Linked DNA regions of Mus musculus: regions 2, 3, 4, 5, 6 and 7 are each linked to region 1. Evidence: chromatin contacts called from public Hi-C, HiChIP or PLAC-seq and promoter capture Hi-C data. All regions are on one chromosome and are shown on one strand. The core of a region is the stretch at or near the end of the contact, and the rest is flanking DNA. Distances in the headings are between cores, read along the strand shown.

Region 1 (4,050 bases), core at 1,149-3,648:
TGTTTGTGTGTTTGTTTGTTTCTTTGACACAAGGTCTCTTACTGGAGCTGGAGTACCCCGATTTGGCTGGACAGGCCGGCTGGCAAACTCCAGAGATACCTCCTGTCTGTGCCTCCCCAACAATGGGATTCCAAGTGTGGACTTTTACACAGGCCCGAGAAATCTGAACCCATGTTCTTATGCTTTCACAGTAAGCACTTTACCAGCTGGGCTATCCCCAATCCCAGTTCTTACAAACCTTGATGGCGCCTTCCTCTTGCCTGGAGAATGAGAAACAGGCTCAAAGAGGAAAGCGATTTGCATACAGCTGTGAATGGGAAGGGGTAAAACCAACAAAGAGACCAAAAGGCAACATAGGAACTAACACCCATGTTCTTCAACCTGGATCTAACCACTTTGGGCTCAAGCTTCCAACTTCCCCTGTATTCTGTCACTGGAAGGCTAGCTACCTTCTGTCCTTCAGGTATAGTCGAGATTGTCCCCTTACCTGTATGGGGTCATGCCATCTCCTGATACTTCTAATGACCAGCCCTGTCCCACATACAAACCCACAAGCCCTTTCTTCTCAAAGTGTGCATAAGTTCCCCACCCCTGAAACCTACTTAGGATGCCACTTCACAAGCTTGATCTGCGCCTTTTCCTCCTCCATATCCTCCACAGGGCTCACGCACAGCCATACAACTATCAGGCTTCAATAAATATTATGACTGATTAGGAAGAGAGGAAACGGGCTAGCGATCAGACTCCCGCGGGGTGTCTGTGTTCTTAGGATGGTCTGACATTCAGCAGGCAGAGCAGAATCGCCCACTTCATTTCCCCAGCTAAGTCACCTCCCTTGGCCTACACCACTTCACAGGCTGACTCACTCCAGTTGCTCTTCCAGTCTTGAGAGGAAATTCCTAGTGGTGCACACTCAACAAAAAAGTAGGGACTTGGCAGGGCAAGCGGCATGCTGGGAAAGGAGGCCGTGGTTCCGGGCTCAGAAATGGCGGGATTTTTTGTTTCCGTCCAGCAAGTGCGTTTCATTGAGCAAGGATGTGGGTGGAGAGGATGGAGAAGGCACTAGAGGGAAGGGGGCTACACTTGGGCTGGAAGGGTAGAAACTGAGCAGTTTGCCATGAGAGTTGTCTGGTCATTCCTGAAACAGCTCGCTGGGGAATCCTTCCTCACGAATGGCCCACACTTTCTTCCACAATCTGCGACTCAAGCCAGCTGTGGTCTGTGTCAACTCACTTTGTGTCTCTTAAACCTCAATATTCGGGTCTGGAAAATGGAGTCAAATTTGTCAGCCCTCTCTTCCTCCCTCTAGTTAACTCTTTGAGTGAGGAAATAAAATACATGAATACGCTGTCTACACACCACATAAGTGTGATCTAATACTTCTGGCCTGTGTTTCCCCTAAAGCTGGAGTAGGCGACTTCAAAGGCCCACATGGGCTCCTTGGTCCAGCTAAGGACAAGGGACCTAAAGATAGACGTTTCATCTGAACTTAGCAAATGACTAAGCTCACTAGCTTCCCCCACCCCCACCCCCAAAACTCTAGGTCTATTAAAAACTGGCTCGGGTGACTCCTACTGGCATAGCCAAGGTGAAGTCTTGACTAGAGGCTTCCGGGGATGCGATGATTTCCCTTCCAGGCTCCTGTTCGGGCAACTCTGTCCATTCAACGGTTCCTAATGCAAAAAGAATGGGCTACGTAGAGCCTGCCGGCTTCCTTACAGGTCACCGCTAATGTCCTGTGACAGGCCCTTGGCCCATCCTCCCCCAATGGTCTGGCCATCCTCAGAGTCCGCTCCATCCCTCTCTGAGACCATTAACAAAGCGGGTCTGGGACCGCCCTGGCGACTAGGGCGCTGGGGTCCCAGCTCTTGCCACAGGGCCTGGGCAGGAAAGGACCAGGGCCCCTTCAGGGAGGGCAGGAGTAGAGTCCCGACCCCGCAAAAGCTGGAGTACCCACCTTCTGCTCGACGCCCTGCAAGCCCTGGCCCAGCTCATCCCTCTGACGGGAGAAGTCCTGGTGGCCACGCCGGACCTGCTGGACCTCCTCCAGGACGTGATGGACATACCAGCCCGAGAAGGCGGCCGCCGCCACCAGGGAGAGGTAGAAGAGAAAGTTGAGCACCCGGCCAAGCCTGCGCGAGCAGGACGCGGAGGACGCGTTGGCGGTGGCGGCTGAGGACCGGCCGCGGTGGCCGCCCCGGTGCGCCTGGTTCTGCGGGTGCTGCGGCGGGTGCGGCGCGGGAGGCTGCGGCTGCTGCGGCGCCGCCGGCGGCTTCTTCGCCACGTCATCCGCGCCGCCCGACGGGTGGGCGCCCTTGTCCGAGGGGCTCGCGGCGCCGTGGCCGCCCTTGGAGCCCCTTTGTTTGGCCGAGGGCATGGCGGCGGCGGCGGCTCGGCGGGATGGGCGAGCGGGGCGCGCGGCCCGGGACGCTGGCTCCGGCTCCCACGGGGACTGCGCGGGCGGCACGCGGGCGCAGCGGCGTCGGAGCGGCCGGGAACGTGGGGCGACGAGGAAGGAGGCCGGCCGCGGAAGGAGGAGGGGGCCTGGCTCCGCCGCCGCCGCGGCGCCGACCCCGCCTCCCGGGAAGGGAGGCCGAGCCCAGCCCGAGCGCCTGCCACGCAAGCGGGCCGCCGCCCCTCCTCCCTTCGCTGCGACCCCGCGGAGGGCGGGCGGAGCCCGGCGGGGCGAGGCTGGGCGCGGCTGCCCGGATGGCTGAGACTCCCAGTGCCCCGGCTACCCTCGAGAGGAGTCAGCGGGGTGGGGGTGCCTCCTGAGCACTGTGCTGAGCACGATCCCCACCCGGGCCGAGGGGGAGTGCTAGGGGGAGCGGAAAGCACGGTTCTGGAAGGTGGGGACAGGACGGGGGGGGGGGGGGTCAGACGCCCTACTTGCCCACCACTAAGCCGGGAACACCCCTCCTCTAAGGCCGCCCTGCAGCCGGGCCAGGCCTGTCTCTTCCCGAGAATTTTTGGGCTCGAAGGACTCTGCACCCAAGCACCTTGGGTATGGACTAGAACTTGTCCTAGGGAGCTGAGTTACTGAGTTATTGAGTTACTGAGTTACAGACCCTCTTTGCCTGGGCAGTAGACTGTATGCAACACCCCCAGGCCCCTTGGTTCTCTTTTCTTTTGGGGTATCATACAGTCTCTCCACAGCTCCAGTTCCTGACAGGCTCTGGGTTGAGTGTAGAGAAGCCATCAGCACCCTCACTTAGAGGGACACAGGTTGAGGTTGTCACTTCCACATTTGTAAAAAGAAATATAGCAGTGCCAGACCTGTGCTTATCAGCTGGTATGGGCTCTAAAATCCTCGCAAAAGCTTTGAACGGTTGAGATTACATTTGCCCATTTTATAGGAAACACACAAGGCTGAGCCTCGACCCCAACAGAATGCCTCAAGGTCCCACACAGCCGTGTTTTGAACCTTGGGCTGATGCTTCTGAAGCCCATGGGTGAGTCTTCACTCATGACTGGGAGGGAAACCAGAGCCCACCATCAGTGCAGATCATTGGTAATACCAATCTGGACCTTTTCCCCTGCACCTGGCTCCCGCAGTCCTAGTGTGTACTTCTGCGCGGCAGAAGTAGGGATGCTATTTCTTCTGTCTGTAACTTCCTCCCAATCTGCTTAGAAGGGGGAAAAAATTAGAAACAAAACTGGAATCTTCCCATGTTCAAATACCACCACTTCCATACTTTGGTGGTCACATGCCCGACAATACCCCTCTTGAGAAAAGTATTTTCGAGGAGACACTGAATGTGCAACTTTACAAGGGCAAAACTTTGCTGAAGGCCCACTGTGTGCCAGAGAGATGTCTGTCCACTGCTAGAGGCACCTTCCTCAAGGACAATCTTGTTGCTCCTCATTCTTTTCGTAAATCACCTTTAAAATCTGAATAGGCACATATGTGCCTGTGATCACGGGCTCTGGGTCCTGGCAGGGGGTGGGGGTGGGGGTGGGGGAAAGCATGTTTTAATGTTTTAAAAACCAACGCCTAAGAACCGAGACAATAAATGAAAAGAGAACTTGGAAAGCAAACCGTGAGCTGTA
Region 2 (4,050 bases), core at 514-3,013, 990 kb before region 1:
AATGACCAAGTGGATCAGTGATGCAATCACCATCATGGCTGTTCCCTCTGCTACATAAAGCCACTTTTATGATGACAGCCATTGGCTTCTGTATCGTTGTCTCCTCCACTTCCAGGCTAAGTGATCTCTAGAGAGTTGCTTCTTCTTAGCTCAGGGCATCCGTGGAGCACGTGACCTACACTAAGCCAATGGGTCCACCCCTCCTGATATTTGGGTTTCTGAGATTGGCTGGAAAGTGTGCTCAAGTAAAGAAAGGCTAATCACTGCTGGCAAGACTTGATTCTGGGACTTTTGTTCGAGTTATCAGTTCAGCGTGCTCTTTTTCTCTCGTGGGCTAGATTTAGTCTTGTGATAATGTGGGCCCGAAGCTGCCAACAGCTACCATATGGAACCTAAAGAAGGCTGCCAGAACTGCATGCTACAGAAACTGAAAATTCCAATAGGCCACCCTGAAGCCAGAGACACACTAAGTCCACATGTGTTTGTCAGCTGTCACTGTAACAAACACTTTTGTTAGAAAAAAAAAGCATTTTCTAATTTCTTTGCAATGCCAGGCATGGTGACACATGCCTGTATTCCCAGCACTTAGGAAAGCACTTTACAAAGTAAAGATGTTCATTTGTGGCTCAGATCTGTAGAGGTTTCCCTCCATAGCCTTGTCACAGGCCCAGGAGCAGCAGGGACTCTCAGCTACGATAATGAGATCTTGTCTCAAAATAAAACCAAGCCCAAACCTTAGCATCTCAGAACATGCTCTTCAAGAGAACATTCTATATTGATTTGTGGTACTTTATATAATGCAAATAACTTTAAAACTCTGCTTGAAAAAGACTCAGCTAATAGACACAAGAAAAATTTAAGAGCCACTTTGTATTAATGAGCACCTACCCGTTTTCAAGTAATCCAGTCTTCTTTAATGAGATTTGAATTCTTCCTATGCATTTGCAAACACATGAGCATAAATAAACGTTTACGTCGATTGTAGATGTTACAGCAAATATGCATTGTTCTAAAATCGACTCCTCTCCTTTTTTTTTTTTTCTTTTTTTTCTTTAATGCCATTTGAGACCTATTTCATTTTGTAGCTTTCTAGGAGTTCAGAGTATGGATGTCTTAAATTTTACATTATGATTTTTTTTTTGATGCTATTTAGACTGCTTCGTAGAAGTACATACTAAAAACTGCCCTGATAGAAAGCGTTTTGTGTAAACGTTAGGATAGATGTAGAACTCAGGGTAACACAGTTCCCACCCCACCTTCTTAAAAGCAAGGAAAGAAAGAATAGTGATCTATGTAAAGCAAACCCAGTAGTGAGATTGCTTGGTGGCGTTCTTAAAGTCATTACTTTTTTACACACACAGGTCTTTTCTCAACAAATAATCTGCACAGGAAGTGCAAGGGGATCAAGGAATCGCGAGGGTAAAGACAGAAAGGGAGCTGGTGAGACAGGCATCTTGGTCCAAGGGCTCGGGCAGTGTCCAGGTGAAGGACCGGGTCTTGCGTTGGGCCCCACCCGGTTATTTCCATTCTTTCCAGGTTAGACTGAGGGAGTAATCCCCTAGGATATAAAAAAAAAAGAGCCTCGAGGAACGGAATGTGCCCTGAGAACAGTCGTGAACGGCAGCGAGACCAGGAAAGGATGCAGGATGCCAACGGCAGCCATCACTATGGCGGCCGCGCCGGGAGCAGGCGGTCGACTCGCTTTCCCAGCGGCTCCCGCGGTCCGCAGGGCCGAGAGTCCACTGGCTCTGGCGTGCGGGGGCGGGGCCGAAGCCGGAAGTCACGTGCCGTGACAGCGGCTGGGGTGAGGCCCGCGTCGCGGCTGTGGCTGCTCGGGGCTGTGTCTGTGGGAGGTTCCGCGGCGATGGCCGTGGACACTCTGTCGCCCGACTGGGACTTCGACCGCGTGGACGACGGCTCTCAGAGTAAGCCCCGGCATCGGGCGAGGCGGGCCGGGCGGCGCTGCGGACGGAGGGCGGCGCGGTGCGGCGCCGCGCTGCGCAGCCGCCCTCTCGGGACCCTCCCGCTGGGTGGGACTGGGGCGCTCTGCGTGACCGTGTGGTCGCGTCTGGCCGTGCACTCGCACCCTGCGTCCCTCCCGGAATCGGTGACGGGCCAGCGGTGCCATCGCTGGGGAGCCCCGCGCGAGGCCATCCTCCCGGGTTGTCCATCCCGTCCCAGGGTTTGCCCCAGATGCTCAGCCTTCAGTTCTAGAAGAGTCTGGGTTCCCGTTTCGGTTTCCTGTTTTTCTTTGCTTCTCAAGCCAACTTTTGAAGTTTGGATTCACGTTCTTAGAACCACAGAGACAGCTAAAAACAGCTCTTTCTGGCCTTAAAAAAAAAATCAACCAACATAGGAATATCTTATTCCTTCTCGGCCCTTTATTGATTTTTAAATAGCTGAAAAGGTTTTTAAATCTATTTTAACTTTTTAAAAAATCAGATCTGCTTCGCAGTTGCCTCATGACGTCAAGTCCAAGTTTATGTTTAAAATCACTTCCAACCCCAAAAGCCTCATAGTTTGTTTCAGCATAAATGGACAACCCAAACTAATTAGAGACACTCTGGAGGTTGATTTGTTTGTTTGTTTGTTTGTTTGTTTTTTCTGTGTGATAGAAGATATATTGGGGCGAGTTGCCCAAGAAATTTTTAAATGCATACCTTTCCCAAAAGTAGGAATGCCTTTAAAAATAAAGTACAGCTGCATTATGAATTATTTTACAGAGATACTAGACCATGTACAGATTCCTATGTAACTGTGTTTTGCCTTTACATCTAGTTGAACTATGTTCAGGGTGCTGGGCAGATCTTAAGATATTGGTCTTAGTCAGCATAAAGAAAAATCTAGATGGAAGGATAGTAACCACCCCTTCTCCTCCCCCCCCCCCCCCCCATTGTGCGCTGAGGTCCCTACTTTAGTTTAATCTAACCAAAGTTGGAATGAAGGTATACTGGGTTTCAGCTTTAAGTGGAATGAATGATCAGTTATTTAGACATAATCAGTTTTTTAGATGCTCAGGACTGGGGAAAGGAGTGGAAACAGGACGTGGGTGAGGACACAATATAAAAACCATGTATGTATGAAAATGCCATGGTGAAACTCATAATGTTGTTTACTAACTTTAAAAAGTAGTAGGAAAACTACAAGAAATGCAGTTTGTTGGGAGGGGGAGTATGTTATGCACAGAGGGCCACTGGTTCTTAGTCTCTTCTTGTACTTTAAGAACTTTTATGAGTTCATAGCTACTTGTTATCTTACTGGCAAGGAATTTAGTGTTGCTGTCGTTTACCCAGGTCTAACCAGGTGATCTCTTAGCATGTCTTTCAAGTACAGTCTTTAAGAACCCATTTGCTGGTCAAAGGATGCTTTGGTCATTTCCCATGTAATAGAGTAAGACATTAACACGGGGTTGTTAGCAGTAGGTAAGAGGTCTCTCTGTGCCTGGCTTTCATTAATTTTGGGGCTGTGAATCATATCTAGACTAATTGTTTTCCAAAATTATCTAAGTGAGTGCTGTAATGAGACAGGCGTCTTAGTGAACTGAATTGATGCCCCTGATTCACAAACTCAGTTCAAAATAAAGGACAGATGTCTAGTCTATATTTCATGCAGTGTGAGTCAGAACATAGTTTATTTCATGACAGCTCCAAACTTCAAATTTGAAGGAAAAAGCATTTTTTTTTTAGAAGACAAAGATTGAGTAAAGTTATACACATCAGTAAAAGAAATGAATTGGAATTGAATTTTTGGAATAAGTAATAATTCTTAGGTATAAGATGAAATACTTTATAATTTCACTGAATAGGCATATGAAAATCCAGCTATTTCTGGTGGTTCTAAACTTAAAGTTACCTATTAATATGTAAATTCTGTAAATCCCAGCTATCTTTTTTTTTTTTAAATATTGTTTTATTTTACATGTGTGCACAGAGTCTACAGAGGCCTGAAGGTGGTGTTGGATCCCGTGGATCTAGAGTTAACTGCCACATGGGTGCTGGGTACCAAACCCCTGTCCTCTGGAAGAGCAGCTAGAGCTCTTAGTAGGCAAGC
Region 3 (4,050 bases), core at 779-3,278, 710 kb before region 1:
TCCAAGGAAGTCCCCCAGTTGCCTTAGAGAGTGGTCCTTCGTTCTGGCCTCTATGCTTGGTAAAACCAGGAAGTTAGAATTCACCAAGGACTTTTGCAAAATTGAGGACACAATCTCTTGTGATCTATGGCTGTTTGTTGCCTTTATTTTACTTTTTAGTACCCCATGAGGCTAAACATAGTCTCCTCTCTGGTTGGCCTTTGCGGGGAGAATGTATCTTCCAAATAGTTAATGAGCTAATGAGCTCAGCAAGGTTTTAAGGTTTAGTGGTGCACAGGATGACTGACGGATAGCGAACTTACCTCCACTTAAGCCTCCTTTCAGCCCTGTGAGAGAGCCAATTAGATGCTCTGAGTTCTGCCTCTCCAAACCCTTGGCCCTGGCCACAGTGTGAATCTGCAAGGGGTCTTTCTACTGTCCGTGTGGTGGTGCTGGGTTCCTCTTAGATACACAGGCACAGGAATTGTGCATCAGGGAATGGAATTTCAATGAGTCCCTGGAAGTCATTCAAGCCATTATCATTCATTTTTTTTGTCTGCAGTTTATTTATGCACCCTGTGTGCAAGGATCTCCTTAGTGTAGAGCTTGCTCCAGGAAGCACAAAGCCCAAGGAAAGGGGCAGGGATTACACTTGAATGTGTGTGTGCAGTGGGGGGTGTGTAGGCCTTTGCAGAGAGGTGTGAAAAATGTTCCATGAGGGCTTGGCGTGAGAAACTGCCTTCCCCAGACTCCCTATATTGGAGCATCAATGCCAGAGACTCGTCACCATCCCAGTGACCGGTCGTTGGTCCTAGTCATCTTGGTGGAAAAGGATGTTGTGTTGAGCTGCCCTGAGCTGAGACAAGAGAACCAGAAGCTCACGGGCTGGCCTGGCAGAAACAAGAGAGAGCCTGCCTTACCAAGGTAGGAAAGGGGAACAGACTCCTGAAAACTCTCCTCTGATCTTGATTCGTGCACAGTGGCAGATGTGCATGCACACACACTCTCTCACACACATACAAGTACGAAATAATGAGAGAGAGAAAGAATTATAGATTCTCCTTGTTAAACTCCGTGGGGGTCCTTTTAGAGAGATGCAAATCCAGTATCTTTGTTTTGTGCTGCTATAACAGACAACCAGAGGCTGGACAATTTATAAAGAGCAGGTCTCTTTGGCTCAGAACTCTGGGAAAGCCAAGCACACGGTGCTTGGACAAGGCAGAGGTTTCAGATGGCGTGAGGATGTGGGGGAGAGGGACAGAGACAGGAGCTTGGGGACAGGGATGACTTAGCTTTTGATCTGAACCTATTCCTGTGATTACCAATCCACTTCTCTGCTGGAGGTATTACTGTATTCCTGAGGGCCAGGTCCCCAGGCCCTAGTCACCTCATAAAAGTCTTCTCTCTACAGTGGCACTTACATTTCAATGGTAGGGTGTGTGTGTGTGTGTGTGTGTGTGTGTGTGTGTGTGTGTGTGTGTGTGATGCAGGGGACAACACTGAGTTTTGTTCTCCAAGCGGTTTGCATTTAAAGGAAAAAAATATCTTTGTGAGGCACAGTGTCTTCACTAGCTTGGAACAGGCTAGACTGGCTGACCAGTGAGCCCAAAGATACAGCCTGGTTTGTGGCATACCCTCAGATCACAGTGTGGACCTGACATTTGCCCAGGGAGAGAAGGAAGGCAGGAAGCTGCTAGGTAGCTTTGAGAGAGCAGGAGGAAATCCCAGGGGCTGGAGGGAGTTAGGTAGGGGAGGAAGGGAGGAGGGCAGGTTGCTTGCACATGAAGTGAAGGAGTCCTGAGGTCAGCGTGTGCTTTGATATGCTGATAGGCGCCACTGCAATCCATACATCTTGGAACCTACAAAACAAAACAAAACAAAACAAAACAAAACAAAACAAAACAAAACAAAACCTCCCTTTGGGTCTAGAAAGCTTGTGCCCAGTTGCTGGCTGAGTAGCCCCAGGAGGGCAAGGCTTAAGTTTAGGTGCTGCAGAGATTCTGAGGGTGTGGCAGCTGGTTGTCAGTCAACCACACCTTCCCACAAAGCTCTCCCAGGGATATCTCTGCATCTGCATTAACACCGCGGGGCTATTGTTGGAACTGTGGATGGACCCAGAGAGGGCCGCACAGCCAAAAATGAGTCAATTCGCTTCCCCTTCCCCAGTAATTTCGGTTAGCTGGCAGATTAAATATGGAGGATACCTGTCACAGGACAACAGTGTTGGTACGGGGGATTCTGGAGAGAGGTGGCCTGTTTCTGCCAAGACAAGTTACCTAACTTTGCTGGAAGTCAGATTTATCCTCTGAAAAAACAAAAAAGGAGGATACTAACAGTTTTTCACTTCGTGGGTTGTGGGAACGAGATGAGATAATCCATCACAATGGCTATTATGCTCAAAGTGGGCTGCAGGGGGCAGCATCCTCACAGAAATGTAAGGAAACCTGGCGTTCAAAAGTACCGCACAGTGATACAGAGAGGATCAGCAGCATCACCGATATAAAGAACCTTACCGGTGGGTGGGCGCAATTAAGCAATTTCAAGAGAAAGAGCAGAAAATTTCAATCAAAAGACCCATGCGCACTTTACAGTGAGCACGAGAAAACAAGGAAGGCTTCCCTCTAGGAGCGGGACTACCGCGCTGCTGCTTTGGACATGCCTTGGTGAATCCCCGAACACAGCACAGGTTGCAACTAGAGACCAAGTGTCCTGAGAGAAACTGAGAAGGGAAAAGCTTTGGGCTTGCAGGACATGTGGGGCCGGATGCCAGTACAGTCCCTCACTAGATAGAAGACTTTAAACCGCTTGGGTCATGTCAGAGTTGGATGCTGACAACCTTTTACTCAAAAGGTCAGAGCACAGGACCAGCCAGAGACAGGCGGCCATTACTCTTCATCTCATGCCAAATGTCCTAGTGCCCCTTTTGATTTGCCCTGCTTTCCTGAAGGACACTTCCCTAGGTTCTCTGGCTTTTCCCAGAACCTTTAAAGCACCCATCACTACTCTTGAGTATGATTGGGACTCTACCTCCTGGACCCCGTAGGCATATCATTAACCATCACTAAACAAAGTCCCTACAGTTTGCCACATACTATTTTGTTTTACGCTGTTTTCAACACAACCGTTGGAACCCCCAATCTTATTCTTTAGCCCCTTTCTGCTTCTCTCTGGATTTAAAGAATTTCTCACACCACAGATGAAAACAGACCTTCTTTGTCATGGTTAACTGGCAATGCCCTGCACAGATGTGCCAGCGTGAAAGAATTTTAGGGCTGATGGATGGGTGGACTCTGATATTTTTTGTTGTTGTTGTTGTTGTTGAGAAAACATGGTGGAAGTGCCCTCTGTGTAGCTTGCTGTCTGTGGCGGCAAATGGTTCACTAGCGTGGATATCCAACCGTTTCTGAGCTACAGAGGTGAGCATGTAGAATTTCGACAGATGCAACTTGTCCAAGTTCCTCCAGAGTCTGCGCCTACTTATCTTCCCTCCCCTCTTCAAAGTCTCAGGGGTTCCTGGTTGGCCCCTCTAACTTGCAGTGTAGCCGAGGATGACCTTGAATTCCTAATCCTCCTGCCTCCACCTCCCTGAGTGCTAGCATCACAGGTATGCTTAGTTTATTGGGTGCTGGGGGTGGAACCTTGGACTTGGTTCACACTAACTAGACAAGCACTCTGTTGACTGAGTGGCAGACAGCTCAGGGTCTGTGCCGGGGACGGAGGAACTAGAGAAGCATACAGTTTCCAACTCTATTCCTAAGTGTATGTGACTTTGGGCAAGTTCATAACCTCTGGTGACTCAGTTCTCCCAGCACCGATGAGATCACTCTCAGTTCACCTCTCCACGTTGCTGCTAGGCTGAATTCATATTTGTAGAACACTCAGAACAGGTGCTGGGCAGTCGCTGAGCACTAATCCGTTGTTATGTGTCATTGTCTGGGCCGGGATTTGGTGAGCTGAATGTGGGAGAGGCCACAAGATGCCTGGGATGCGAGAAGCCAGACGACAACTTTCATCAGTGGATGATGGCTTTGTTGAGATGAGATGAGTACTTGAACCGATACATATCCAAAG
Region 4 (4,050 bases), core at 594-3,093, 700 kb before region 1:
CTTACTGCATTAAAGGGAGTGATTTATTACCCATCTAAGGTATCAGAGAGGTCTGGGATACAGCTCAGTCAGAACACTTACCAAGCATTCCGGACACTCTAGTTAGATTCACCATCAGCAAACGAACCATCCCTATGAAACAAACAAGAAAACAAGGTGCTCAAGGGATGTAAAGGCCCAGAAATTCAAGATTTTCCTTATAGTTTGGAAACCACATTGACAGTTTTCTCACTCTTAATGTTCTTCTTCAGTGACTTGGGGTAAAAATGGTGGGGCATATGTAAGGAAAGGTCATCTCTTGTAATCTATGGAATGATGGCTAACACCCCTTCTTCCTCCACTGATCTCTGTTATACTTGTCTGTTGGGAGTGACAGAGCCCAGGGCTCTCTTCTCCCTAAGCAGAGACCAGGAGGTGAGCTGACAATATTTCCTGTCCCCACCTTGCCTTCATTCTTCCAAGTGTGATCATTTAAGGATGTACCTGAGCCTTGTGCAGGGCTTGGAAAAACTAAGAGAGAGAGGCATTTGAAGACCTAGGGCTAACTATTGATAGTCTCGTGCTAGGGAAAACTCCCCTGGAAGTTAAGCCATCTTGTGCTGTGCTGGGTTGTGTTGGGAGTATTCCCTCCCTGACATCAGCCCCTTTGACTCAGGTCACAGCCTTTGTGAGCACTGAGCACATTTTTCCTATGTTGGTCTCAGTTTTTAGCAGTTCTGTCCCAGCCATAGCACCCCCTGCCCCTTCCATTCCAAGTGACTAAGTTTGGAAGCCTAAGTTTTGGAGACAAATTGCCCTGGAACAAAGCTTGCAGCAACAGTCTATGGAAGCCCCTTGGCTTTGTGGGTTTAACATGGCCAGGTGAAGCTGGGGTAAGGTTGGGTGACCTGCGCCCTGTGGTGTGATGGTTCTGGGTAGTCAAGTGAGATGATGCTTAGATGTGCAGATGAATATGAGTAATGGCTTTAATGCTGCTCTTCTCTAGTTGTCAGCTGTCCCCAAGTACAGAATGCGTCTCCAGCCAGCCACTGCTAGTTCTTGAAAAGCATCAAGATCAGTACTCATGGTGGAGCTACTGCCTATCTCATCAGACCTGTATGCAAACCATGGGCCCTCCAGCCTGCTGGAATAAGAAACGTGGGTCTTCCTAAGCCTAACAATAGGGGAAGCTCTGGGATGCTCATCAGCATGAGCCCAAATATCTCTGGGCCATTTTCCTTTCTTTCTTCTTTTCTGAGAAAGGAAGCTGACTAGATTTGTTTCTCCTGACCCACGGGATAACTCCATCTTTATTATCCTGAAATCTGATTTTATCTTATTTTATTTTTGAGACAGCGTTTCAGTGTGTAGCCCCAGGCTGGCCTGTAATTCATTAAGTAGACTAGGGTGGTCTCACAGAGATCTCAGAGAGATTTGCCTGTCTCTGTCTCCCAAGTGCTGGGATTGAAGGTGTGCTCTGAGATATGACTTTAAAGAATGAAAATACTGGTCTTATTAAACATTTAGTTAGTTGTTTTGACCTCATGGTTGGCCATTTTTAGCTTGATGTAAGTCCCGGAACCTATTAAAACCATCACTTATGGGGCTTTAAATTTAATTATGAAAATGGTCCCTCTTTATCACAACAACTACTGTAAGGCCTTCAGCTAGGAGATGACTTTAAACTAGAACTGACTGACCAAACACCCCTTTACAGTTACCACAAAAGCACCTCTGGTTAACCCATCCAGAGAGCTCCTTTTCCTTCACTGAGCAAATGGGAATTATTTCACAAGCATGATTCAACAACAGGGAAAGGGTGGTGTGGGGAGTTGGTTTCTATTTCCTGCTCTTTGCAATCCCCAACTGTTTGCATTTGAAGCCAGAAGGAGAGTTCAGCTAGCTGCCTTGTGAGCTATTGAATTCTTGGCCTCAAAAGGAAATCTGATCTTTGTCTAAGTGACACTCACGTGTGGGCTGAGAGCTGCTACTGTGCATTTAGAGCAGTGTGTGTGCATGTGTGTGTGCACGCACATGCGTGCGCTGTGAGCCTTCTGGAGCCCGTGCTTTCATGACCTTTGAAATAAAAGCATAACCAGGAAAAGATAAGGCTTCATGCATGATCTGCTAGACAGTTTCTGGAGATCTTCAAGATATCCTAAGACAAGGGTACTCAGAGTTAGAAAATCAGGGACTGGGTGTGGGGTGGGAGGACCACCCAGGGTTTCAGGGGCATTGAAGATGTACTTTTGGCATTTTGAAAGTCTTTGTTTCCCATCCCCTTTCTGGAACCAGCCTTTTCACTTTTCAGGAAAAGAAGGTGCTTCTGTTTTTGTAACTGTCGCCATAGAGCAATCTGGGCTCGTGAACTGCCGCTAGGAAGACAAGGTGGAGGGTGGCTGCATTTGTTAGTTTTCTGTGACTGAACTGAGAATCTGTCAGAAACAATTTAGCAGGGAAAGACTTGTGTGTAAGGTTTCGGAAGTTCCTACCACAGTTGTTTGGGTCTGTGTTTCCAGGCAGATTTCAAGGAAGAGTTTCACAGACTTGGGAGTATATGAAGGAGGAAGGTGGCTCATCTCTGGACATGCAGGAAGCAGAGAGAGGAGATAGGTAGGGGCCAAAGCAACATGTAATCCCCAAGGATATGCCACCAGAGACCTCATCTCTTATGTTATATTACAGTCCATTAAAGCCCTCAAGGTATCAAGACCTTCATCAGATTAGAACTCTCAGGATCTAACCATCTCTGGAATGTGTGTGATCTAGTATTGGACCTACAGGTACAGCAGATTCCTCAACTTAAGACCATTCTGTAGGAATTCCAACTGTCATTAGTATCTACCATTAATGAATTTCATGAAAGGCACCACCATGGCTCTAATAGAAGATATAAAACAAGTGAAAAGTGCTTCACCTACTTTGTTAAGTAAAATAGAACCAGGCAAAGAAGAAGAAACTAAGAATCTGTAATCTCTAGAATCTGACATGTCCAACCACATGCGTCCTGGTTAGTTATGAGTGTAGCCCAATGCAAAACCACAAACTCATTTAAAATGTTATGAGATCTTTTATTTTTGGGGGGGGGATGGGTGGTAATTCAATTGTGTGGTGCTTAAGCATGAATTTTACCAATGACAACATGGTGCCCTAAAGTCAGCAAGTTGGGTGTGCCTATCTCCCATTTTCATTTGCATAGCTTCTAAGTTTCCAAGCAAATAGTATGATCATTCATTCCGAGAGTGTGCAGGAAATAGCAAACATGTTTGGGATCCCTTGCCTTTCCTTGCTTATTTTGCTGCACTTCTGCAGTGTTACATCATGACTTCAACGTAGTCTTCATCAAGCCTTTGAAAGACCTGCCTTAAATTGAACTTCCAAACTTCAGTGAATCCTGGTCTCATCTTTTCATTTTCTGAGACTCTATGGAAGCAAGCTTTGCACAGTATTGGTTACTTCTGATGTAGTGGTATTTGGCTTAGCTTGGATTCAGCCAGACTTTGCCTTGGTGATATAGGGAAGTCAGCTTTCAACAGTCTGGGAACTCCACCGAGCTCCATTTGAGACGGTGATCTAACTGTTAGCCAATATCCTCAAAGGACACAGTGCTTCTTGGACACCTTCTGAGTCTCCTGATTGAGAGTTTTTTTGACTAAATGGGGGTAGGTAGGAAAAAGAATTCTCTCCTCCACTCTTCAGGAGTTCTTAGCAGGAGTTCCCTGTAACAAAGGATAGATTAGCAAGACAGCAACAAATAGAAGTTTAATAACACGTACACCATCTGCACACAGGGAAGATACTCACAGACAAGTACTCCTCTAGACCTCAAGACATCTTGGACTTGACAGCATCTGTGGAGCCAAGAGGGAAGGGTGTGGGAAAGGCTGGGTTGAGACACTCCAAGTGTAGCAAGGCTGGGTTGAGACACTCCAAGTGTAGCAGGTGAAGCATTGGAACCCAGAGATGAGGCTTGTAGATAGATCTTCTGAGAAGGTGGTCTGCTGTCACCCTGTCATCTTCCTACCTCTGCCTTCCTGTTGCTGGAGTTACAAGGATGTGCAAAGACTAATG
Region 5 (4,050 bases), core at 429-2,928, 680 kb before region 1:
CGTCTTTCTCTCTCTCCCTGTACCCTTTCTATCTCTCTGTCTGCATATGTGTGTCTCTGTGTGTGTTCATATGTGTAGAGGTGAACATGCTTGAATGTGCATTTGGAAGACAGAGTTCAACCTTTAGTGTTCTTTGAGAGTCATGCACCATTTAAATTTTTTTCTTTTATAAACTTTATTATTAAAAACTTGCAAATAATATATACCAAACCCCCAAATTAACCAGATCTCAAGTCTGTACATTTCAGTAAACTTCACTGCAGTTATAATAGCCGTTTGGGATGGAAACTGTGTAGCTTTACATTGAATTTTACATTTTTACTATTCAAATGTTTTTACGTATTTACCTACCACCACAAAATGCATCACGTTCTCTGAGTGATGAATATCACTAGGAGAAGGTACACAACTATGTTTTTTATTAACAGACAAACTTCCGGGATTCTGCCATATGAACTAGTGAAACACATGACAAGGTCACAGGTGCGGAGCAACACCAAAGGGGCACACTATTGCTGCACTTAGCTGCGGTGTGCAAAAAGCCAATGAACCTTCTAGAATGTAAAGATTTTATGAGATGATGAAGGACTGCTAAGTAAAATGGAGCCGGAAGATACGTTAATGCACTCTCTGTGTAATTCTGTCCACATTGTTCCAAGGGTTTCCAACTGTAACAGGAACTGGGAGATAGCCCTCTCTCCCTACTGGATTCTCTTGTCTAAAATGTACTGCTCCCTGCCTCCATCTCCAGCTAAGGCTTCTCGCTGCACCCAGTCACTCAAGTCCAAATATCATCTTGACCTTCCCTTTCCTTAGTACTCCTATGCAGCTTATCAACAGTTCTTGATCCTCTGACCTCTTGACGTGTCTTCTGTCCATCCCCTTCTGGTTACCTGCATTACTCTGTGCCTTGACTGCATCCTGCCTGCACCCTCTTCCCCCAGCTTTCTTGACACTCTGGACTCATGAAACAGGCTTTCCATCGATCCCCTTGTTTCTTCTTAGTTCCTCTCAGACCCAGGCTCCCTGTCGTAATACTCTTTGGAAAGTGTAAATTATTCATCCTACCATCTGCTGCCACTCTACACTGAGATTCTACCAAATGCAGAAAGGAGGTGGCTCGCATTGAGCTTCTCCTTTATGGCTCTTTCCTGGGTAGTAAAGGGTACGACTCAAGGGCAGCTGCCCAAGGACAACAGCCTTTCATTCTGAACCTAGAAGAAGCAGGTTTCCACTGGGATTCTGAAGGCATTGATGTTCCTGAGAGCTTTCGTTAGAAAGCAGTAGAATGAGGCAGGACAGGATCGCGTGTGTGTTTTGATCAGTGAAGTAGCGGTAGAATGACAGGTGTGTGTGTGTGTGTGTGTGTGTGTCCCCAAGATCTCCAGCCTTTCCCCTCACTTATCTCTCCACCATTCCATCTGGGGACACCTCACTGGGCAGAAAAATATGAGGATATTTGCATGGAATTTTGTCCTTGTACTGTGCCAAAGAATTGGTTCACTTCACACTGGCTTAGGCCTTTTTTTTTTTTTTTTTTTTCAGGAAAGAAACACTTTTCAATGGCTTCGTATATCCAGTTTGGGAGAAATGCCCAAAGCAAAGCTGTCTGTGCTGGAGGCAGGGGCCAGGGTCCGAGCTGCCCAGTGGCATATTTGAGTTTGCAAAGCATTATTGGGATATGTTTGTTCAGCCAGCGATCACATGGCTCCCTTTAAAAAGGCCTCTTGAGAAAGTCTTATCTCTGTGTGTGGTATGAAAATGTAAATTTCAGAAGGTTAAAAGTTGACTTGAAAAACAAGCCAAAAAAAAAAAAGAAGGGATTCATGTGTCAAAGAGTTTATTTAATTCACTAATTAAAAAACTAGTAACTGTCTGGAAACCTGACCACAGAGTATTTGAGAAACAAAGTATAAATATGTATATACATGTCTACTATCATCTGTCAGTCTGTCTGTCTATCATCTATCATCTGTATCTATCTGTCTACCATCTAACTACCATCTATCCGTATCGATCTATCTGTCTGCCAGTCTGTATATCATCTATCATAATCTATCTATCTGTTTATCCATTATCAATCAATCAATCATCTTTCTATTATCTGGCATAAGTCCCATGGAGCCTCATAGTACAATCTGTAGGATACTTGCTCATCTAGGCTTAAGTTACCTGAACCTCTGCTGAACAAAATTTGGAGTCTACCTTTGCCTCTAGAGAGTTGTCATAGAACAGCCTAGGAACCAGGCAGCCAGGCCCAGCAGCATAGGGCAAGAGTGTTCAGTAACCTCTTTCACCTCTTTCTAGAATGCTCTGTGGATAGAACTTAAGGTGTGGACCTTAGGGTGATGGAATGGCAGTTGATCCTAAGTGCCTACTGTTTTATCCTGTTTTTTTGTTTGTTTGTTTGTTTGTTTTTTTGGTGAACTTTCAAAAGCCTGTATTATAACTACCAGTCAGTTAACATGTATTAAGCACGCAGGCTGTGCATGGGCAATACAAGACTGATATTAGTTCCTATCTACCTCTGATGTCCTGCATCCTCGTCCCTGCCTGAGCTCCTGGAGGCAGCGGCCTTGGCTGCACCCAAGGGGCCGAATTGCAGGATGCTGTACTTGCTGAGCTTCTGCCATTAGCACAGTCTTTGCTATGCTGTGTGACTATCCTATAGGAGTCTACACTCCTCAGGCAGGCTTCTTTCTCTTTTGCCATGCTTTGCCGATGAATGGAGGAGGCCAAGGATTGGCAGACTAGCCCGACTAACCAGGCCATGTTAAGAAGTGCCCAGGGTCAGACCTGCTTGGGTGAGCCTGGCCACTGGTTGGGAGTCCAGCGGGATGCCTTCTTCATGGTTCTCATGGGCTGTAGGAGAAGATGTGTCAAGTGTTATGGGGAGAGGGAACAGGAAGGAGAATCTGTCTGGGCTTCAGCAGGAAAGCTCCAGGAGCTGTTTAGCCAGACTTGCTGCTGTTTATGTTTGTTTCTGATGATTTTCTAATGCCAGGGCAGAAGTACCCAGAGGTTGTGTCAGTGAGAGTGTATCAGGAACATGGATCAGTCCAGGCAAAATATAGAAGATTCAAACCCACCTGTCCTACTGCATGCCTGCTCAGACAACCAGTGGGTTCTGAGTCCCAGGTCCGTGAGTCAGCTGTGATGCACAGGTTAGATCATTTCTCAGTCATTTATTGTCTTCACCAGTAGAGCAGGACCAAGCATCCCCCTGCCTTACACCGATAGCCTCTGGATGGCAAAGGAAACAAGCAGAGGCTCTCAGAGGAGGCTCATTCTGACCATGAAATAAAGTCTGGGTACTTCTTATTCACATCACTGTTGCAGTGATACAAGAGGCACAGCATGGCGGAGAGAGAGCTCTGTGATCCAGCTCTTGTCCATTCCCTGATCTCTCTCCTTCTGGGATCCAGTGAGGAATGCTTGGGCTGTGTTGTATCCTATGCACAGCCTGAAGGCTTGGCTGGTTTCTGCTCATGCTGTCTTCTCTCCTATGATCCATCTAACCCACAGAGATGCAAGCCACTGTCTGGATGCTACGGGGTACCAGGGCTCAGCCTCACAGATATGAGGGTTATCCATTATCAGAGCTCTTTGTGGGAACCAGCTCACGCTGAGACATAGGGATCATGTGCCTTTCTGCCATCCTTTCCAGCCTTATTCAATCAGGTCTCTTCCAAGATGACTTCATTGCCACTTACACAAGACCCAGACCTCAGGCTTTCCTTCTGAGAATCTGGTCTCCAGGACCAGTTCTTCTTAAGGTTCATCTCTGGTGGTGTCTTCCTCTCAGGGTGGAGCCCTCTCTGAACTGCCTTAGCTCCTCACACACACATTTGTTATGCTGTTTATAGGCACCAGAATGCCTAGTCAGTGTCCCCTTTTCCTACTATTGGATTGTGAGTGGCTTCAAGGTGACAACTGCCTCTTTCCACCTTCTGTACTGTAAGCTCCTTTGTACATAAGTATAAAACAGTATAAAACAGTAAGGGCTTAAAGGGGGATTCAAAAGGAGGCTTTATTTGGTTTTGAGAATTA
Region 6 (4,050 bases), core at 1,099-3,598, 650 kb before region 1:
CCCAAATCTCTTACTGAAGATAAGCACAGTCCACTGGGGCTGCAACTGAGTGGTACAGTCTGTGTTTGGCGTGCGTGAAACCTGGGCTACCATCCTCAGTATCAAACCTACTTACCCCACAACAAAAACAGAACCCTGAAATGACTGACATTGTTATAATCACGCTTATGGCTATATTTTACTATACACACATGTAAGAGACATATAGTTTAGTTTTATTTACTTCTGAACTATACACAGTGGCATCACAGGGGTTCTTCCATTTGATTTTCTTTTTACTCAGTGTTGTGTCTAAGAGTATACAGGATGATGGAGAAAGCTCCAGTGTGGTTTAGAGATCATTTGTGCTGTGAAGATGTGATGGATTTTTTTTTAAAGATGGTTAATTTCACACATTATATGTTGTGGGCCACAGTGCCCAGGTATGTGGTAGAATTTTATCCTAGGTCTTTCTGTGAGCTTGTTTGTTTGTTTGAAATGAAACTCACATTTTAATCAGACAGCACTGAGTAAAGTTTAAGATATTGTTGTCCACAATGTGTCTATTAAAAAAAAACACTTATTGGTTCTCTGTGAGTTTCACATGATGCACCCTAATCCCACTCATCTCCCCCTCCCATCACACCCTGCCTTCCACCTTGCAACCTCCCTCTACAACAGGGAAAGAAAATTTTGCTGTGGAAGCTGTAGGGTGGCACAGTGTGTCCCATGGTCTACCCATTTGACCACTCGTCTTTGCTTGCAAATGTTCATTGCAATGAGTCACTGGTCTGGTATGAGGCCTCTGGCTTCTGCTACTCTATCAGTACTGGATCCTCATTGGGAGATACTCTTGGATATACTGTTGTCCTGTGTCATGGAAAGTCTACAGTTTTGGATACTCAGGACCCTTCATGAACTCCAATAGTTCATGGGGTCGATGTTGGGATGGGCCAATTCAAAATCCTGGATCTGGGCCTGATTTTTTTATCTGCTTAGCTGAAGATTCAGATGGAATACGGGGTGGGGGTTGTTGGCAGATGGCCTTTGTGTGCCAATTTTAGCATCTCTCTCCCCTGTTCTCTAGCCTGCTGGTTCACCCTGCCTTCTGGACTTGCTAGAGTCCACAATCATGTAAGCCAATTCCTTAAAATAAAGCTTTCTATTTTCACATGCATTCCATTGATCCCATTTCTCCGGGGAACCCTGACTAGTATGGTTGTGTTTGGATGGTTTCCTGACTTTTCTTCTGCTGTGAACTGGTGTATACTTTCTTGTCTGTGTTTTAGATGCTTGTGTATAAGTCTTTTCTCTACAAGAGCTTTTTAAAGAGCAGGTCTTTGTTCTATTTTCATTCTCTGATGACTACTATGCTTGTGTTATCCTTCTTATGTCTGCACTGAGCTTTCTTCTCAGTGACGTGTTTGTTCATAAGTATCTTCTACTGTGAATCCCACCCCTTGCCTTTTCCATGTCAGACATTTTTAGCTATAAATTATCACTTTATTTCTTTCAGGGGATCTTTGACTCCTAAGTTAGTGGAAACAGAAGTTTTGTTCACTGATTTTTTTGATACTGAAGTCCTTTTGTTTTTTTGTAATTATTTTCATGTATGTGTATGTGGTCACCTACTCATCTGTATGTGCAGCATGTGCATGCCGTGTTGTAAAAGACCAGAAGAGGGCGTCAGAACCACTGAAGCTGAAGTACAGATATTTGTGAGCTGCCAGGTATGTACTGGGAACCCAGCTTTGGTGGTCTACAAGGGCTACTGCTGCTGAGCCATCTATACCGAAGTTCTTAATTTAAAAGTTGAATCCAGCTTTATAATTTGTGTTTCACTTGAGAAATGCACAATCAATCTTGGATATAACCTTCCCCATTTCCTTTAAGAATTTCAGCCTTCTCCTTAACATTTGAATCCTTTAAAAATTTTATGTATTTACCTATTTATTTGTGTGTGCACATGTTGCATGTGTGCACACACGTGTGTGTGTGTGCAAGTGTGCATGTGTGAGTGCATGTGTAAACATCTAATAGATGTTTACACAGCTGAATTAGCAAATCAAGCTCATTAGCTAATTTATCTGCTTTTATACCTATTATTATTTTTCTACAGTGATAATATCCATGGGTCATGTTGTCTGTGCAGATCAGTACTGTGTACTTCTCCTGTCTGACAGAATGCTTCCTCATTCATACTCTCTCAGCCCCTGATAACCACTGCTAGGAGCTCACCATTTCTCTCTCTCTCTCTCTCTCTCTCTTTCTTTTTGAGACAGCATTATAGTCCTGGTTGGTCTGAAACTCACTCTGTAGATCAGGTTTGCCTTAGACTCACATAACTCTCCTTGCAGAGTGGTCCTCTGAGTGCTGGGATTAAAAGTGTGAGCTACTATGCCCTGCCTGCCTTCCATTTCTTTGATGCCACAAATGAGTGATGCCGGGTGGCCTTTGTCTCTCTGTGCAGGCTTGTTTCATTTATCACAGTGTCCTCTGGGTTCACCCATGTCGCTGCAGTGATAGTATTTCCTCCTTCTGTAAAACCTCAGGGTTTCTACTGTGTGTTCTGCTGTGTATGAACCCTATGCTTCCTCTGTTTTCTAGTCCATCCATTCGTGGGGACAGTCTGGCTCCATATCTTGGCTTTTGTAATTGATGCTTCAGTGAACACAGGGCCACACACCTTTCCTGTGTGCCGATTTCAAGTCTTTGAACTCGAAATATACACAAAAGTGAGATGACTTGGTCATCAGGTGATTCAAGATTTACTTTTCTGAGCAACTTCTTATTCCCAGTTTAGATCAGCAACTTTAAGAGAGAGGGAGAGTGAGATAAAGACAGAGAAGGGAGGGGGAGGGGGAGGGGGAGGGGGAGAGGGAGGGGGAGAGGGAGAGGGAGAGACTCCATAGATAAGCCTCAAGGTCAGTACAGTCAGTAAGAAGAAGAATCACCACTAAGCTCCTCCTAGTGACAGGCCTAAGTCTAAGAGTTTGAGTGCATCACCTCCACTTCTGAGAAGCAGTCCAATGAACGGCCTTTTCAGGGATCTCCTCTGGACAGATGAGAAAAGGAAACCTGAAGAGGTTAGGACAGAGACAACAGGGACTGGATGGAGTTTGAACCCTAAGAGTCATGTTTATAGAATCTGTGTGTGTTGCACACATCGTTGTGTGTGTATGTGGTTTTGTGTGTGTGTTTCTGTGTGGTGTGGTATGTGTGTGGTGTGTATGTGGTTTGTGTATGTGTGTTTCTGTGTGGTATGGTGTGTGTGTGTGTGTGTGTGTGTGTGTGTGTGTGTGAGAGAGAGAGAGAGAGAGAGAGAGAGAGAGAGAGAGAGAGAAAGAGAAAGAGTACATGTGGAAGGCAGAAATTTTGCTGGTGTCTCCTACCTTCCTTTTGGAGACAGGTCTCTTACTGAACCTGGGGCTCCCTCATTAAGGAGTGCAGACCAGCCAGCTAGCTCAGGGATCTTCGTGTCTTTGCCTCCCAGCACTGAGGTTCCAAGCAGGCGCCATGCTTGGCTTCTAATCTGGGTATTGAGAATCTGAAATCAGACCCTCATTCTTGCCTGGCAGGCTTCTTTCCTGACTGAGCCATCTCAGTCCAGAATTTATTACAACCAATACCTAAGCAGCATGACTTAGCACAAGAGCCTTGGGCTTAGAATTACATTGCTTCCCTTGGGGTCCTCTGATCACCTTGATGTGTAAACTGTTAGCAACCCTGGGAGACCTTAAAGACACTGGAGCAGTTTGTGGACTACCCTATCCCTTGAATCTGCCTGCTTCTTGAGGGTGAGAAACAACACTACTTTACCCAAATCACAGGCTCTCTCTCAGTCTCAGTTTCCCCCACTGTCAGGATAGCATTATCTGCCCCCTTCTTTCGTGGCCTATTGTAGAGACCCAAAGCAGCCGGCCAGGGGAAAGGAATTATAAATTGAATAGTGTACCCCACAGGTCAACACCAAACAGTGAACAGAGCATTAAAACTTTAGAGATAATTTGACAAAACAGATAATGTCTTTTATCCCCAGGCCTGGCTGAGCGGGAACTCATGATGCTATGT
Region 7 (4,050 bases), core at 1,036-3,535, 650 kb after region 1:
TTTATGACAGCTTCTTTCAGCTAACATGCTCTCATGGTTCACCTACACATTTCATGGCATTTATCAGTATCTCATTCCTTCATGGCCAAGCAAGTAACTGGTGCATGGATACACACAACAGGAGGCCCATTAATCAGCCGGTTGGCACGAGGGCTGTTTTCACCTGTTGACTGTGATAATACAGCTCTTTTTGTTCCGCTCAACCCCACAACCAACTTGCCGGCACATCCACACAAGCCATTCTCCAAGCTTGCACCCGGAAATGAACGTCTCCTAAGCGGTGTCCACACTTCTTATCCAGCTTCAATGCCCGATCAGTCACGTTCTCAGAATCCCAACCAAAGAAGGTTTTTTTTCTAACTTACGTTAGATGACATCACTTCTCTGCTAATACCCTTGTACTGCAGTCATTTCCACTCTCCTGGGGTAAAGTCACAGACCTTAGTGACGGCGCATAAAGCTCTAGAATCTGGCCCCCGTTACAACTATAACTTCATCACCTAGTACTTTCCCCCAGAGGTTTTGCTCGTCATTCTGGCTGGCTGTTCCTTCCAAAGATCAAACCCATTCTCACCTCAGGACCTTTCCCTGGAATGTTCTTCCCTTAGACAGCTGCATCCCATGTCTTCAAATCGGCGACCACTTTCTCCACACATCCTAGCTGTGGTAACTTCCAGTGAGCTACATCCCCAGCTAATTAACATTGTTTTAAATTGTGTCCCCATCCCTATTCCTGTTTACCTCGTCTTTTCTTTGCAACACGTCTCATCTCCAAAAGGACTACATACGTATTTTTTTCTTGGACATATGCCTGAAGAGGGCAGACTTCTCGTTCACAGCTCTATCCCTCATATCCAAAGACACGGCTGGCACATAAGCTATCAATATTATCTGCTGAACTAATGCTTTCGTTTCATTCCGCCACACAATCGTCTATCCTGTTTTCCCAGGCACAGCTCACAAAATGTCCGGAGGATTTCTTCCAGTCGCAATTCCCTAGAAGGATTATACTTTGCCTCGAAAGAAAAACTGTGCTTTGTCTTGTCAACCACAAGGAGGAGTTGAGAGAGAGAGTTGGGAAACCAGCTAATTCTTTCCCTTGCTTTTCCTCCTCTAACCTCAAGGGGGAAGAAAGCTGGATCCGGAGCCCGCTATAATAAATGAATGGTTTTTCTCCACACTATGAGTTACCTAGACACACACGTCAACATTAAAGATTACAACCCTTTCGGAGGCCTAAGATATCAAGGCCATTATGATCTGGGAGTGTTTAATTCTCCTCCTAGTTATTTCTCGCAAATCAGGGAAGGCGTTCCCATCAACACAGACACATAACTTACCGGTAAAAGCTAAAGTGTTTCAGGGTCGTCAATAATCTCTACTACTAAGTCTGTACTATTTAATATTGACCACATCTACAATTCTTTAACGATGTAGGCAATTCGGTCCCTGGACTAAAACCAAATCTCAGATCTGACACTAACGCATCGACACCCGACTCGCGCACACCGCGATCGATTGATTTCCCAAGCGCTTCGGACTCACCGCCACCTGTTGATGCCCACGTTGGAAGAGCCGGCGAACCAGGGGTCGAGGATATAGACGCAGCGGATGGTGTCGGCGCCCTGGATGCACTCCTTCAGGGCGGGGTTGTCGTGGAGCCGGAGTCCCTTTCGGAACCAGTGCACGGCGTTCACCCCCATGCTCGGGGCGCGGCGGGTCACCCCGACTTCCTCTACCGAGAGCTTCAAGGGAGGGAAGCCGGGCTCATAACCGACACCTGCGCTTCCAAGAAAACCTCCTCACCCGAGGAGTGGGGAAAGGGCTGCAGAGAGGGGACGGGAGGAGGCGACGCCGAGGCGGGGCGCGGAGGTGGCGAGCGCGCAGCTGGCAGATGAATGGAGGCTGCCGAGGCGCCGGGATCCACGCGCGACGTCCTTCAGGAGCCCGCGCCCAGCGTCCGGAGGACACGCATACCTTCCAGGGCCTGAGACCCCCGGAGCGCAAGCGAGCGCGCGGGGCCCGAGCCGCCACGACGGCCCGAGCTGGTCGCAGCAGCCCCGGGAGGCTCGTCACGGAAACCTCGCCCAACCGAGGCGACCCGCGAGGAGACGGTGGCGCGCCCGAGGCGGCCTCCACGAACGGACACGAGCTCACGCGGCCTCCGCGCGACGCGGCCTGTGCGTCCCGGAGTGGGCAGCGAGCTCGGAGAGCGCGGGCTAGAGCTCCAGGCCGCGGGACGCTCGCCTGCCGGTCACCGGTCCCGAGGCTGCCCGGGTGACTCCGCCGCGTCAGCGGCCTCCGCCCCGCCCCCGGCTTCTCATTGGGCGGCATGCACCCCACGTGACCACCGGCACCTCACGTTTCTGAAGTGTGTTTACTACACTGGCTCAGACCCCCGCGTGCGCCGCCGCGCCCGGTGCTTCGGGACCGGTTGCGATCGCTGGGCGCTCACGACCTGAGTTCTCGCGTGGGATCCGGACTCGCAGCCTCTGCGGGTCTCCTGAGCCCCAGGCCGCTCGCGGGGGCCACAGGCCGCGAGAAGGGGGAGGAGGCATAGTTCTGCTCCCGGGGCCGGGAGCCGCCTCCATTGGCCGAGGCTCGCGGGGACCCGGATGAGCACGGGGCTGCGGGGAGCTCGCGGGCGCGCGCTCTGCCGGGCACGGCGCGCGTGCGCTGCGCTCTCGCGGTGGAAGAGAAGAGGCTAGGACGCGGGAGCGCGCCCAGGGCTCTTCCTATGGGTTGTGTGGAAGGTCTGAAGCCAGTTCCGTGTGCCCTGAGAGTTATTGCTGGGCTGGGTGAGAGGCAACCGAGGCACAGTCCTGCCTCTCACCCAGCTTCAATCAGGTGTTAATCGGAGTCCCCTGCTCTGAAAGGAGCAGAAATCACGCCGTTAGCCTTTTTTACTGTTTGGGGCGGGCACCTTTGCCCAAGCTCTGGAGAAGACAGGTCCGATCTCAGATATTCAGCATTTCATAATACTGTAGATACATCGTCAATTTATCAACTCTAATCTATTACATGAAGTGTAGTTTAGAAGGTATTTTGATTAGGTTTTTGGGCTTTTTGCTTTGCTTTTTTTTTTTTTTTTTTTTTTTTTCTTCAACTGAAGTTAAATGGGAAGAGGAACCTTAATTGTAGTAAAGACTTCCATCAGGTTGCCTGTAGGGAAGTCTGGGCACTTTCTTGATTAATGAGTGATGTGGAAGGACCCGACCAGTGTGTGTGGCGCCACCATTAGGCTGGTAGCCCTAGGCGGGTTGTATATGGAAGCAGGCTGAGGAAGCCACAGGGAACCAAAACGGCTTTCCTCCATGGCTTCTGCTTCAGCCCTCTATCTCCAGGTTTCTGCTTTGAATTTCTGCCCTGACTTCTCCCCACGATGGATTATTAACTGTAAACGGCAACAAACCCCTTCCTTCCTGGCCAAGTTGCTTTTGCTCATGATGTTTTATCAAAGCAATTGAAGTCTAATGAGAACACAGGGCCACATGTGCATCTTTACCAGACTTCCTAGCCATAACCTACAGGCCATGCCTTAGACATACAATGCCCTTTTTGTTGAGACGGGGTCTCGCGGAGCCCTGGCTTACCTTGAACCTGCTGTGTAACTGAAGATGGCTCTTGGTTTTGCTCTTATCCCTGAGTCCTAGCATCACCTATGTGCATATATTCATCCAGGGTTATTTATGTATTTATTTATGGAGACAGTATATCATTAAGCATCTAGGCTGCCCTTAACTCACTTTGCAGCTCAGGAAAGCCTCAAAGTGAGCTTTGGATACCCCTTGCCTCAGCTTCAGGAACACCTGGTGTCCTAGGCCGGTGCATCCAGGGCCAGAATAGCAGCCGCTTATTGAATGAAGCAGGTGTGTTCCAAAGAGATGACATGCAAACCTAACCACAAAACCCCAGCCCCCTAGTGGAGTTTATTATCTGTTTCTTATTCTTTATATGTGCTGGGTTTTCCTCTGATAGAGGAATGCTCTTTGGGATCTACATTAACCTTTGAACTACTAAAGTATGTCTCCTCATACTGTAGCTTCAGAC

The links. Promoter capture Hi-C pulls out the DNA fragments that hold promoters and counts their contacts. A called contact is a pair of places that touch in the nucleus more often than the background predicts. HiChIP or PLAC-seq counts read pairs in DNA pulled down with a chosen protein or histone mark.
Region 2: a contact with region 1 is called in a promoter capture Hi-C map of cranial neural crest. The contact joins the promoter of Washc4 here to the promoter of Ckap4 in region 1. A contact is called at or near these places in 3 of 39 promoter capture datasets (cranial neural crest, embryonic stem cells and hippocampal neurons).
Region 3: an H3K4me3 HiChIP or PLAC-seq map of forebrain shows a contact between it and region 1, with 8 times the contacts expected there. The contact joins the enhancer-like site here to the promoter of Ckap4 in region 1. A contact is called at or near these places in 17 of 39 promoter capture datasets (the 3T3-L1 cell line, 3T3-L1-derived adipocytes, the C10 cell line and 10 more), 1 of 484 Hi-C or Micro-C datasets (bone marrow-derived macrophages), 9 of 115 datasets of contacts at active chromatin or transcription factors (the NIH/3T3 cell line, SST interneurons, cardiomyocytes and 6 more) and 3 of 9 other capture datasets (adipose tissue, embryonic stem cells and liver).
Region 4: a promoter capture Hi-C map of liver shows a contact between it and region 1, with 5 times the contacts expected there. The contact joins the enhancer-like site here to the promoter of Ckap4 in region 1. A contact is called at or near these places in 12 of 39 promoter capture datasets (the 3T3-L1 cell line, 3T3-L1-derived adipocytes, the C10 cell line and 7 more), 1 of 484 Hi-C or Micro-C datasets (bone marrow-derived macrophages), 8 of 115 datasets of contacts at active chromatin or transcription factors (the NIH/3T3 cell line, cardiomyocytes, embryonic basal ganglia and 5 more) and 1 of 9 other capture datasets (liver).
Region 5: a contact with region 1 is called in a promoter capture Hi-C map of the C10 cell line, with 4 times the contacts expected there. The contact joins the enhancer-like site here to the promoter of Ckap4 in region 1. A contact is called at or near these places in 5 of 39 promoter capture datasets (the 3T3-L1 cell line, 3T3-L1-derived adipocytes, the C10 cell line and 2 more), 3 of 115 datasets of contacts at active chromatin or transcription factors (embryonic forebrain, stem cell-derived neural progenitor cells and trophoblast stem cells) and 1 of 9 other capture datasets (embryonic stem cells).
Region 6: a promoter capture Hi-C map of cranial neural crest shows a contact between it and region 1. The contact joins the enhancer-like site here to the promoter of Ckap4 in region 1. A contact is called at or near these places in 5 of 39 promoter capture datasets (the 3T3-L1 cell line, 3T3-L1-derived adipocytes, the C10 cell line and 2 more) and 1 of 115 datasets of contacts at active chromatin or transcription factors (embryonic forebrain).
Region 7: a contact with region 1 is called in a Hi-C map of uterus, with 4 times the contacts expected there. The contact joins the promoter of Cry1 here to the promoter of Ckap4 in region 1. A contact is called at or near these places in 1 of 484 Hi-C or Micro-C datasets (uterus) and 1 of 115 datasets of contacts at active chromatin or transcription factors (pancreatic cancer cells).

What each region holds. Positions count from the first base shown.
Region 1 is chr10:84,531,490-84,535,539 of GRCm38.p6, forward strand. It overlaps Ckap4 (cytoskeleton-associated protein 4), which reads right to left and starts at 2,399. Exons shown (of 2, transcript NM_175451.1): 1 at 1,958-2,399. The coding sequence starts at 2,377.
Region 2 is chr10:83,542,178-83,546,227 of GRCm38.p6, forward strand. Washc4 (WASH complex subunit 4) reads left to right here and starts at 1,764. Exons shown (of 33, transcript NM_001033375.2): 1 at 1,764-1,925. The coding sequence starts at 1,865.
Region 3 is chr10:83,817,438-83,821,487 of GRCm38.p6, forward strand. No RefSeq gene overlaps it. Among named protein-coding and RNA genes, the nearest start is that of 1500009L16Rik, 97 kb to the left of the region's middle. Within about 2 kb of position 2,029, at least 18 of the 459 cell types and tissues checked have an H3K27ac peak or open chromatin away from gene starts, as enhancers often do. A contact at or near this core is called in forebrain, where this site is marked.
Region 4 is chr10:83,834,643-83,838,692 of GRCm38.p6, forward strand. No RefSeq gene overlaps it. Among named protein-coding and RNA genes, the nearest start is that of Gm33919, 90 kb to the right of the region's middle. Within about 2 kb of position 1,844, at least 9 of the 459 cell types and tissues checked have an H3K27ac peak or open chromatin away from gene starts, as enhancers often do.
Region 5 is chr10:83,851,338-83,855,387 of GRCm38.p6, forward strand. No RefSeq gene overlaps it. Among named protein-coding and RNA genes, the nearest start is that of Gm33919, 73 kb to the right of the region's middle. Within about 2 kb of position 1,679, at least 5 of the 459 cell types and tissues checked have an H3K27ac peak or open chromatin away from gene starts, as enhancers often do.
Region 6 is chr10:83,878,158-83,882,207 of GRCm38.p6, forward strand. No RefSeq gene overlaps it. Among named protein-coding and RNA genes, the nearest start is that of Gm33919, 47 kb to the right of the region's middle. Within about 2 kb of position 2,349, at least 11 of the 459 cell types and tissues checked have an H3K27ac peak or open chromatin away from gene starts, as enhancers often do.
Region 7 is chr10:85,182,769-85,186,818 of GRCm38.p6, forward strand. It overlaps Cry1 (cryptochrome 1 (photolyase-like)), which reads right to left and starts at 2,286. Exons shown (of 13, transcript NM_007771.3): 1 at 1,546-2,286. The coding sequence starts at 1,703.